Linked DNA regions of Mus musculus: region 1 is linked to region 2. A link is a contact called in public HiChIP or PLAC-seq data. All regions are on one chromosome and are shown on one strand. Each heading gives the region's core, a stretch centred on a gene start, on an enhancer-like site or on the middle of the called end of the contact. The rest is flanking DNA. Distances are from core to core; before and after follow the strand shown. Region 1 overlaps Tnfrsf8 (tumor necrosis factor receptor superfamily, member 8). Region 2 overlaps Vps13d (vacuolar protein sorting 13D).

Evidence for each region. HiChIP or PLAC-seq counts read pairs in DNA pulled down with a chosen protein or histone mark.
Region 1: a contact with region 2 is called in a FOXA1 HiChIP or PLAC-seq map of pancreatic cancer cells. The contact joins two enhancer-like sites. A contact is called at or near these places in 1 of 484 Hi-C or Micro-C datasets (muscle stem cells), 5 of 115 datasets of contacts at active chromatin or transcription factors (the NIH/3T3 cell line, bone marrow-derived dendritic cells, embryonic stem cells and 1 more) and 2 of 9 other capture datasets (adipose tissue and embryonic stem cells).

What each region holds. Positions count from the first base shown.
Region 1 is chr4:145,277,274-145,283,623 of GRCm38.p6, forward strand. It overlaps Tnfrsf8 (tumor necrosis factor receptor superfamily, member 8), which reads right to left. Exons shown (of 13, transcript NM_009401.3): 11 at 253-278. Among named protein-coding and RNA genes, the nearest start is that of Gm36233, 15 kb to the left of the region's middle. Within about 2 kb of position 1,903, at least 40 of the 459 cell types and tissues checked have an H3K27ac peak or open chromatin away from gene starts, as enhancers often do. A contact at or near this core is called in pancreatic cancer cells, where this site is marked.
Region 2 is chr4:144,996,735-145,002,839 of GRCm38.p6, forward strand. The region is part of intron 67 of Vps13d (vacuolar protein sorting 13D); the gene reads right to left. Among named protein-coding and RNA genes, the nearest start is that of Gm36317, 36 kb to the left of the region's middle. Within about 2 kb of position 1,972, at least 172 of the 459 cell types and tissues checked have an H3K27ac peak or open chromatin away from gene starts, as enhancers often do. A contact at or near this core is called in pancreatic cancer cells, where this site is marked.

The sequences.
Region 1 (6,350 bases), core at 653-3,152, 280 kb after region 2:
AGACATGTAAGGAAAGTAGTCAAACAAAAGGACAGAGGACGGAGAGATGGCTCAGCAGTTAAGAGCACTGACTGTTCTTCCAGAGGTCCTGAGTTCAACTCCCAGCAACCACATGGTGGCTCATAACCATCTGTAATGAGACCTGGTGCACTCTTCTGGCGTGCCTCAAGACGGGAACAGTGTACTTATATATAGTAAATAAATAAATCTTAAAAAAGGACAGAGGCTGAGGTGGGTGGAGATGGCACTTACGGTTAGCTTTTCAGTAGGACAGGAATCTGTAAAAAAAAAAAGAGTAGAAATGTCACCAAAGACAGTCTGACATCCCTCTACCACTTCCCATCTGTTAACAGATAGCACCCTGGGAACACCCTGGGATCTCAGTGGGGCTGAGCCTGGCCCTCTCCAAGGCTCAAGCCCTAGGCTGGCAGTAGACAATTTAAGGATTAGTCCTTGGCATGCCTGAAGCCAGCCTCTGAGGCAGGAGTGTGCTGGGGCCTCCTTTCCACAGCCTAGACTGCAACCCTTCTGCAGGACACTCCTGTTCTGTCTGCCTCATTTCTCTTTGTACCACCAATCTGAGGGCTCTGGAGATGCCTGGGTCATCATTCTCAGAACACAACCCTTCTCTGCCCACCTCAGGCCCTGCCATTCACCCCGGTATCCTTCTGTCTTAAATAGAGACCAGATACCCACATACATTATAACGTTTAAACTTAGCTCACCAGCTCCCTGAGAAAGGAGGAAGTAGCCACACAGTATCAAGTTCAACCCAACCCAATCTATCCCAGGTCCATCAGGGACAATCCTGTAGGGGGACAGATCCATTACTGACTCCCAAGGGGTCAGTTAGGGTCCCTGCGATGCCATCAAGGTTCATGCTGTTAAGGCCAGCATGCCTGGTGAGCTGCTTCTAGAACATGCTTTCTGGCTTAGCAGTTTGACCCTGAATCCTAATTGATATATGCACAGCAGATTAACCAACAATGAACAAACCAAAATGTTATTTGAGCACTCTGCACCTTGGGATGAAGTCTTAGAGGTCTGGCAGGTAAATGGGCTAGAGTGGTGTTCAGTCTCAGATTGGCAAATGTACCACTTGCTTACAGAACCTGGCAACCACCGTCCCCAGCAGAAGTGTTACTTCAGGAAGTCATGGCTTGTTCTCTTTAGGTGATTACTAACCACCCAGACCAAGTCACTGACACTTTAGGTACTCTCTGACTTGAGACCACAGAGTGTTTTGTTTGATGGGTGCATACACACACACACACACAAGTGTGTGTATGTATGCATGTTTTATTATATTACATGTGCGAGTGCTTTGCCTGCCTGTGTGTTTGTGCACCATATGTATGTCTGGTACCCATGGAAATGAAAAGAGGGTTTTAGATACCCTGGAACTAGAGTTATAGACAACTGTGAGCAACCATTAGGGTGCTAGGAATTGGATCCGCCAGAGTCCTTTAAAAGAGCAGCCAACACTCCTAAGCACTGAGACATCTCTTCAGCCCAGGATTTGCTCATTTTATTTGTTGGATTTTTGTCTTGTGAGACAGGGTTTAAGTGGTCATTTTAAAAGTTTTATCAGTAAAACTAAATCTTTATCCTTTGGAAACAACCTTGAGTTTTGCAATCAGCCAACTAACATGTGGTGCCAAGACATTGTGGGAGCCTGGGGAAGAAAAAAAAATGTGTGCTAAAGAAGCAAGAGAATAAACTCTGTCTTGAGAAAAAAGCAGGTAGGCTAGAAGCTGAAACACTGTAAGTAGGTACCATCTCTTTACAGGGTCTTTTGGCTAAAACCCTTGTGACCTTTGAATCATGGCCCCTCCCTGCCCGATATGGACCACACCCTTGGGAAGTCACACAAATGAAGACAAACGCAGGAGTGTTTATAATTACTTTAAAATTGGAAAGATGCCAAATGCCAAACAATACTGTTGCTGAGCCATCCATCACAATACTTCACTGGAGGGAAACTAGCCCTACTTCCTCTAAGATTCAGCCTTTTTATATGGGAAATGGGACAAACCTGGCTAACTCTGGAGAGGGTTTATGAAGATAGAGATCTCAAAATAGCAGATGGGGCAGGAGGTGAGAGTCAGGGAGGCATTAGTGGTAGAGCAATTGTCTCTCATATGTGAAGGCCAGGACTCTATTCACACCATGAACTCATCCATGTGTTCTCTCCCCCCAACACCCAACACACACACAGTAGGGTTCCTGTGATTAGCCACCTGGAGAACAGGGTGTGATGACAGGGCTCTGTGCGCTAAGGTTTTCTGTCCCCAAATCCAGAACCCTGTTCTCATTGTGCAAAAGAATTTTAGATAAATCCCAACAGGCAAAATCCTGCAAAATGTCTGACCAGTGCTGTCAAAGGCCACTTAGGTCAAAAGTCTAAGAAGCTTTCACAGGGGAGCATAAGGAGATGTCTGACTGAATATAAGAAGGGTCCCTGGCACCTTAAAAAGAAACCAAGTAAAGAAATAATAAGTGTGTCTTTTGTTGTTTAATCACAATATTTTGAGGCTGGAGAGGTGGCTGAGACATTAAGAGCACTGGCTGCTCTTCAGGAGGATCTAGATTCGGTTCCCAGCATCCGCTCACAACCTCTGTAACTCCAATTTCAATGGATCCAGTGCCCTCTTCTGGCCTCAGTGGGCACCATGCTTGTGGTGTTACATACATGCAAGCAAATGCTCATATACACTTTAAATAGTTAAAAATTAAAATGATAATTACTGTTTATTTCTTTAAATGTGCTAATATGTAACCCCATTAGAAGAAGTCAATAATAAAATCATTTGGGCATGGCCACATTGGGACTCCATTATTTTCTCAGTTTGAGGAGAGGCGTAAAACACTGGCCTCGAACTTGTCCAAGGATGATCTTGAACTCCCGATCTCTCTCTCCCTTACTCCCAAGTGCTGATATTACAAATGGCACCATCACATCTGAGTTTGAAACAGGTTCTCACTATGTAGCCCTGGCTGCTGTGAACACACAGAGATCCACTTGCCTCTGCGGGGATTAAAGGCACAAACCAGCTGCCTCTGTCTCCCAAGAGCTGGAACTCCGGGTGTGTCCCACTACACATTTTGAGGTTCTGATGATTGTCCTCTTTTCTGGAGCCTTTCCAGGCCGTCTCTCCACCTAGGGAACCCATTGATTAAGTCTGTTAGGTCTCCAAAAGCAGATTTCTGTGTTGGGGGCTCTCCTGCCTCTTGCAGCTTTGTGATGGGACTGACCGCACAGTGTCAGAGATGGAAGGAACGGATTCCTCTTATCCTAAAATTCTTCTAAAAAGTGAAGCCTCATTAGGATTTTTCCAAGCTAAATGATTACCAAGGGGCTGAGGACCCCCTGTAAGAGGCCCCAGGTTTGCTAACACAGTTTAGATTTTCTATGACAGGAGAAAAAAATGTATAGATTCTAACTTTCAGAAACAAGCATGTATTTACATCAAGGTGAAAAAAAAAAAAGCAGAATCTAAAGCTGGGCAGTGGCGACCTTTGACACCTTTGATCCCAGCACTACAGAGGGAGGCATAGGCAGGCTAATCTTTGAGTTCAAGGTCAGTTTGGTCTAAAAATCAAGTTCCAGGACATCGAGGGCTACACAGACAAACCCTGTCTCGAAAAGCCAAAAAAAAAAAAAAAAAAAAAAGAGTTACATTAAAAAAAATAGAGGGCAGAATCTAGAGGGCCTCATCCTCTGCCAACAGCCTGCCCTGTTACAGCCTGTGAATTCTCTGAGAAAGACCCAAAGTAGAACTTGCCAAGGGCAGAGTTCAGATTGCCCAAGGCTCTTCCCTTAAAAAATAACGATTGCGTTAGCCTGCTTGTCCTCATTTGTTGGTTTCCTTGCTTTTTGGAATAATCACAATCTACTTGTAAATCTATTCCGAACCCCAGGGCCCAAGTCCAGGACAGACTGTACAGCAGTGGCCCCGGGCTCAGCTGGCTGATCACTGATCCGCTCCAAAGGCCACGCTTGGAGATTCATGAGTGCCAGAGATTTAAAGCTCTGTTCCTACTCTGAACTCTCAGTCCCATGGCAGAGCTGTGGGAGGCAGGACAGCTCTGACGTAGAAGTTTGCAATTGGGACCAGTAGACTCAGTAAATAGACTCCCTAGGTGGAGAGATGACCTGGAAGGGCTCCCGAAAAAAAAGGACAATCCCCAGCACCTCAAAATAGCATGTTGGAGTACCAAGTGCACGAGAAGCAAAGGCAGGTGGATCTCTGTGTATTCGTGCTGGCCAGGGTTACATAGTGAGAACATCTCTCAAAAAACAAACAACAAACAAACAAACATAAAAACCCTACAAAACAAAACAACAACAATCCTCCCCCTGACACACATATACAACAAGAAGTTCAAGGCTAGTCTCAGCTACAGGACATATTTGAGGACATCTGGGCTACATGAGACCCTGTCTCAAAAAATGAAAAACAAAACCAAAATGGTACCCGCAACACAAAAGGACATGTCTGGAGGGATTCCTGCTACCCAGCTCTGGGACAGTGGTTAAGAATTTGCTACAATGATGGCAACATTAAAATAATGAAAGAAACCTATGAATGCACACAGATATACATACACTAACAAGAAAACAAACCTTGATTAAAAGCAGAGCAGGTTATTGACAAATCTCTAAACCCTCCTTTACCAGTCATTACCAAGGCATTATCAAGGTGTGGCTTGGCTGATGGGTTTGCAAGAGTGCTCCAAATACACAGTGCCAGGAAAATGACAGATGGAAGTGTGGCAGGAAGCTCCCCAAAGATCTCAGCATCAAAGACTGATGGCCCAAGTCCATTCTTGTAGTTTGTACTAGAGGTCAAGACCCAAGATCAGGACTACAGGCCAGATCAGCTCATGACTCTCCCTAGTGTGAAGGCTTTGATACCCAAGGAATAATTGGGAACTGACCAAGATGAGAGGAGAACCACAGATCTGGTGACCAATGGAAGCATGGGATCCAAGCCAAAAATGTTATTGGGACACATCAAAAAAACCCATTCTGACCAGGTATGACGGCACTTCTAGTTCCAGCACTAAGGAGACAGAGGCAGGTGGGTCTGTGTGTTTGAGGGTGGTCTGGTCTACAGAGTGAATTTTAGGACAGCCAGGACTACATGGAAAAATCCTGTCTCAAAAAAACCAAAAAAGAAGGAAGGAAGGAAGGGAGGGAGGGAGGGAGGGAGGGAGGGAGGGAGGGAGGGAGGGAGGAAGGGAGGGAGGAAGGAAGGAAGGAAGGAAGGAAGGAATGAAGGAAGGAAGAAAAGAAGGAAGGGAGGGAGGGAGGGAGAAGGGAAAGGAAAGAGAAGAGGAAGAGGAAGAGGAAGAGGAAGAGGAAGAGAAGAGAAGAGAAGAGAAGAGAAGAGAAGAGAAGAGAAGAGAAATGAAGAGAAATGAAGAGAAATGAAGAGAAGAGAAAAGAAACAAACCAGTCTGATCTGGGCACTGATTGGTGGTGATAGAACAGGCTGAATTCTTTGATCCTGATGGTCTTACTGCAATGTCCTGGTTATTATGAAACACACAGTGAAGTACTTAAGGATGATAAGAAATCAAGTCTGTTAAGTTACTCCAAAAACTGTTTTGGAAAATGTCAGTTTTTGTACTGTTCCCTACGTTTGGAAATCTGAAACAGTATCAGAGCAAAGCAATCCTTTTCAGCCTCCATCATCTGTGATAACAGCGAGGTAGGGGCTGCAATCCTTATCCAGGCACGGGTGGTGCACACCTTTAATCCCACCTGTGACTCCCATTCCCATTCACACACCCACATTTACACACCCACACACCAATACCTGCCCCCACATACGTATCATTAAAAATAATTTTATAAACCAGTCAAGAATTTCATGTGTATGTTAAAATGAAGGGCTGAGGGGAAGGACTGAAGGCTGGGGATGCAGCTTGTTGAAGAGTGCTTGTCCAGCATGTATGAAGCCAACATATATGAACTGACAGGCTCAATCCTCAGCCAAGCAGAAACTAGGCATGCCACTACAACACCTTTTTGTAATCTCAGCACAAAAGCTGAAGACAGGAGGATAGGAAGTTCATGGTCATTTTCAGCAGTGTAGCAAGTTTGAGGCCAGCCTGTCTGAAAGTTAATTAGCTAAATATAGAATAAAATGATGGGCTGAATGCCTGGGGACATTCTGGGCTCTGTCACAGCTGAGGAGGGGTGCACCCTGGCATTAGGCAGGTTGCTAAACATCTTACAGTGCCCGGCTCAAGCTGACAAATCTCAGTGGTGCTAAGGATGAGGCACACTGTTCATGGAAACTCCAGTGACAGTAACGACAAGTCCTCATCTCGCTGTCTGC
Region 2 (6,105 bases), core at 722-3,221:
TTTGTATGTGCATGCATACAAATACATATAGACATGTAGGGAGGTGTCTAGTGGCATGGTACTGGTAACTTTTTGGTGATTATTAATGACCTATTACACTGCGTTCTGCTCACTCTCTTGAGACAAGGAGGAGGGGAGAAAATAACAGCACCTATTTCAATGGCTTGCTGTAGCAATTAAAGAGCTAACAACCAAACAATGCTCTAAACCTCAATGTACACATACAGCATGCTATTTTACTTAAACACTAAAACTATGCTTTAAGAAACCATGATGATTCAAGAAACAGTTCAGTTCAAAGAACGTGTAAAGTATATTCACAATGGAGCCACAGGTGAGTCTAGGTTTCCATTGTAATGACTGTATAGCAAATGGGCTAGGTAAGGAAGGAGCTGCTGAATGGCTTTTTTTTCTTGCAAAAGGGTCAATCAGAGGGGAGCAACCACTACCTCTGTCTCCTCCCACAGCCTGGCCAGGCCCAGTGTTCCCATGGATACAGCAAGGAGGGCCATGTATGTGACTTTGCCAAACTGCAGTTGTCTATAGGACTTCTCCCCGGCCTAAGAACTAGCTTATTTTTACCACACTGTCTCATTTTCTGACCCTGAATAGCAGGAAAGAGTGTTCCTTCTTCTGTGAGTCAGCAGGCTCAGAATAATATGCTCTGACAGAAGAGCTGGAGGTGTTAGCAGGCCCAACAGGGACCTGGGTATGCATGGTACAGTTGTTAAAGGGTCCTCCAGGTAAGGCATGCATTGTGAATCTACACGTTAAGAATGGGAAAGAGCACATGCAGCTAGTCTCCCAGCATGCCCCAGTCCCAACGCACCAGCAAAGGGAATAGTGACATCTGGAACTGGTTTTGAGGCTCTCCAGCTGCAGATACACAAGACTGAAGGGGCTTATGGCTGTCCCTTCTGATTCTCATCAGGGCCAAACACAAGCCAGAAGACAAGCTGGTTCAGAAACCGAATCAACCTCACTTTGAAATGCTCTTCACTCCCCGACCTCCTTTGAAAACAGAATTAATAGTCCAGGTGGAAAGAGATCAAAATGAAAGATAAGGGCTCAGGTCCTCTCAGGTGTATTTTGAGATTTCATTCAGATCAGATGTACCCTGGGTCAGAGTTGACTTCCTAGCACCTATCCTCTTAGGAGACAAGAGCCAGTAAGAATGAATTCATTTGTATTGTTGGCCTGAGGAAGGGGTGGGGGCTGTCTGTATAGGCCTGGAAAAAAAGGACACATACAAATTGTGTTAGAGACATGCCATGAGCCAGAGAGATGGGGGTAAGATGCTAGATACTGCCAGACAGATGGGGCAATAAGCGAAATCTCCCAGACCTGGTGCCAACCACTGCTCACACCCAGCATGTGGCTTTCTAATTGTTTCCCTGTGCATGGGTACACAGGCTTGTGAGCAAGACAAAAAGGAAGCAATAGACAATGCCCTCCTGCTCAAGCTTTCCTGTAGCTCAGAGAGAGGCAGGTATAGCCAAACCTCCTCTGATACCAAGAAGGGACACAAAAGCTCTGTCCTCTCTCCCTAAAACTGAGGGTTTCTTTTTTCTTCTGGACCCAGGCACAGACAGCAGACAGTGAGGGCAAACTCTGGCTAACTAATGATCAAGTTCCTTGGGGAGGGAGGGGCATAAGCAAGCCCAGAGCAGCTCTGATGCTGACAAACGGTGAGTCATGGGAGAGGCCAGAAGTGACTCTTTGGTTGTAGTTCTTCGAGGCTCCCTTTCCAAAGGATTGCTCAGACCAGGGAGTGGGACCAAACTTCCTTCTATGTGGTACAAAAATCATTGAGGACTTCCTGGTGTTCTGGATGTAGATTTTTGCAGATAAGAATCTCTATGAATGCTAGTTAACATCTGGCATATTCAATGATTAATTATTAAACAGAACCAAAGAAATCCAAAGAGCAGCAAAATTTCTTCATACAATTTGGCCTCATATGGAGGGTGAAGAGACACATGCAGTTTGGGTTTAGCAATCGTGTAATGGAGTCCAGATGACAACTCCCTCCATGCTGGAGTCACCATCAGAGTCTCTTGGGGCCTTCAGAGCACCTTGACAGTGGAAACATGACTAACAAAGGACCCAGAGAGAGGTCTTAGGTTGGCTGGGCACCGTATCTCTTCCCTTACCTCTAGAGTCTTTTACTCAGGCCCACAGCACCAAAATAAACAGAAATCCCCTCTGGCCTGCCAAGGGGGCCACAGCATGCTGAGCACATCTGATGCAGCAGGCACCCTACCTACACAGAGACTTCCTGTGCCAGCTGTGTAGCAGCTGGTTCTTGCTCCCAGGTGATGAGCAGATAAAGAGGGACTTCTGGAAAGTAGATCAGAATTAAGGATATAGCCAGGGAGTGGCACTGCTGCTTTCTGGAAAGGCAGATTCTGGGTATAGAAGGGAGTGCCACAGTTCCTGGGTACAAAGTATGGTGACCTGGTCTCTGGACATGAGCCAGGGTCCCTCTGCTCTGGAAATGACAGACACAAAGCATGGCCAAGGACCCCAATGAGGAGGGATGGGCTGACAAACAAGATGAAACTACCCCAATCCACTTTCCCTCCTAGGCCCTCTGAATGCAGGTAGCTATATTAATTAAACCCATGTCTGTCTGCACATCTGCTCATGTCACGGTTCCTTCTGAGAACTCAGGCTGCCTGCCCTTGCTGAGATATCTACTTGCCCATGCCCTCCTTAGTGAGGGACTAGAGCTCCTTTGAGGCCACCTGGAACACCAGGCCTTTCCATAAGGCAGCCTTGCACCTGCTCTGATCAGCATGGGGCTTGGCCCCATGAGAGCCAGAGAGCAAGGCCCATCTAGAGCCTCCACAATGCTATGCAAAGATACAGCATCCAGGCATCAACCACTCTGCCACCAACACAGCCTCCTAGGAGACGGCTAGGTTTCCTGTTGTGTCAGCCCCGTTTCCTTCAGCAACATTATACTGCAAACAGAGAGCCGCTCTGAAGAAAGCACCGTGGTGTCCCATTTCTGGGCTGGGGGACGGGGGAGGGATGGAGGCAGACTGCCTAGCTGTTCTGAAGGGGAACATTCCAGCACTGTGACCCCCTCAACGTGGCTTTCCTTCCCTCTCCCCAGACCTGAAATACTGTTTGAAGAAAGGAAGCATGCAAGCTTCCCTGTGTGACCTTGGATGGGCAGGTTCTGAATGGCAGCTGGGTCTATTACATGCCGTGTGAGAGGGTTAAGCAGGACAGCCTCAACTCTTTATAAACTTTTGCCCTGTGGATATGTACTCATTGGCGGCAGTACAAGACTCGAGCTGTATTACACGCCTTAACGATATGGTTCAACTGTCGGTCAGGCTTGGGCCTGGCAACGGGCCAGACCGCAATCAATGGGACACAGAGCCTCCCCCTTTCAGATCATCACGAAGGCTCATATTATCTCCTTTTCGTCGTGCTGGTTAAATTTATGGAGCAGAACCCTGAAGCTGCATTCCTTGGGCCGGGCCGGCCCACGCGGCCCTCCCTCCCTTTGTTCGGTACTGTAAGCGAGCTGTGCTTCGGAGGACTGCAGGGTTGTTAGTTCAGGCCCTGACTGTTTGCTCACGACTGAAATGAAGAGAGTTCAGTGGAAGGGCAAAAGGACAGCCCGAGTGTAAACCCCATCCCAGCAGGCCCTGGGCCCCTATATATAGGCCCCGAACTGCTCTTCAATGAACAACTTCACTTTGTTCTCACAAAAGCAAAATCTTTAGTCTGATCCCTGGCAAGCTTCTTGCAAAACAGCTACCAAGTCCTCATGCATTTGATTCCCCACTTGAACTCGGCTAGGGCATTAGGAGGAGGCATATTCTATCTATAGCCATCTTCTAATCTTCCTGGTTTCACAGGAGACAGGAGTGCAAACACTGACTACTAGCTAGTCATACTTTTAATACATAAGAAAAGTCAACTTGATTTTCAGGGCTTGACCACCAAAGTAGAATACATAAGCATCACATATGAGTGTGTGAATGCTTGCCATGTCTGTTGAGCCATTGGTCTTATAAACTCAAGCAGAAGGTCTCAAGCATCAGATCTTCTGAATATACCCATTAGTTTGCCCTGAACCCAGGGTCTCTGATTGGCATACACAGGGCTCCCTTTGGTTTGATGGTTAGCCTATGAAGAAGGCCCTCCTTGCCTGGCTCCAGTGGCTCATCTGTGCTCAACACTGATGGAAAATGTACACAAATTGAAGAGGGAAGCTGATCCCAGTTTCTCCAACCAGTCAACTAGAAACCTGTTCATGAGTATCCGCAGCTCTCTGTGTAATGAGACTGCCAGGTTGGATTTTAGAGATCTAGAATGGTGAGTAGTCACTCTTCTAACCGGAGTTCAAGCATAAGAGATGGGGGAAGGAGACACATAGAGGTGAGGAAAATAAGATCAAGATCAACCAAAGACACTACAAGAAGGCCAGGTAGGAAGCCTCTGAGGGATCATTGCTGACTGGACAAATAGTGACAATCCCAAACCATCTGAAAACAACAGACTCCGTCCCAGGGACAGCACACGCACAGGCATGTTTTAACTCTGGGCTGAGGCAGGCTTGAGTCAGGACTTTGCTTCAAGCTGAAGCTACTTGCTCCCTCATTCCAAGCAAGCCTCATAGTTCCAAGGGACACTCTTGGTTATCCTCAAAGGCTTCTTTGTCCACGACCCAATGCTCAGAGATTGACAAGCCAGTGAATCTGTAATTCCCAAGCCTAAAGCACTTTTTTTTTTTTTTTTTTTTTTTTTGGTTTTTCGAGACAGGGTTTCTCTGTGTAGCCCTGGCTGTCCTGGAACTCACTTTGTAGACCAGGCTGGCCTCGAAATCAGAAATCCGCCTGCCTCTGCCTCCTGAGTGCTGGGATTAAAGGCGTTCGCTAAAGCACTCTTAAGATAAGGGCTCCATGGGCAGTGCTTAGGATGAATTGATCATAGAAAACTGTCTCTGGCTTTTTAGAATCCCTCTTGTCAATTCTTTTACATATTCTTTATTCTGATTTGATAAAAATATTACTAAGAACCACGTGAACCAGAAAATGAGAAGCAACAAAAAAATAGGCTCATCAAGGAAATTCAAGAGAAATGTGTAATCTGTGGGACTTGTCTCCACTTGCTTACCTATGTGGTTAGAGTTCAGTTAGCCTTAGCCACAAGGACACCTCGCATCTCCAGGGGCAGTCAACAGAGCACGTTTATTGTATTGCCGCATGGGTCATGTCAATATAGATAAGTGAATGTAGCCTCCTTTAGAGATCATCAGGTCATGTAAAGATCCATGAAGACCTGATTTGGCCCACAATGAAACTCCATGCATCGAGAGTCTCTGGAGTATTAAAATTTGTGAAATGGCCTATCCCTGAAAATGAGAGTCTGTCATCAGCAAACAGTAACTGGGATAACTTATAAGCAGTGGACTTGATGTCTTTACTTCTTGTTGGACCATTGCTATCTTAAGGTCACTTTTATGACAATATCCTAGGGACATTTGATCAAAATTTACAAGGACACCAGACTCTGAAAATGCCGGAGCACAAGTTGCTTACATAGCAGAGCAGCTGGTCCTGCCTGCACACTTGCCACTGCCCACTAGTCTCTCTGGCTCTCTGTGGGTTACCTATTCCACTAGCTCCTTGATGCTGCTCCTTATCACTTGCATGGTTAGGATACGAGATAGGTTTGGGGGCCTAGGAGGGAACAGATTTTGGATTTATTTCAATAACACACACATCCACTCTTACTGAAAATGCCTCTCAAGGTCTTTCTTTTGATATTGACCTCTTGACCAGCAGCTAAAACACATAACAAAACAAAAACTCAAAACAAAACAAAAACCCAAAACAATAACAACAAAACCCAAAACCCTCAAAACACACACACACACACACAAACCCACCAAAACCCAAAAAAAATCAAAACCAAAAAACCACCACCAACAGGAAAAAAAACAAAAACAAAACAAAAAACCCAAACCACTGAGAACATTCATGTATGCCTTCAAAAAAGGAGCATGTGGGAAGTAGTCCATCTATAGCAGGCTCCTGGATGTTTCATCTTATGTAGGCTGCAGTGACCCACTCTACCAGT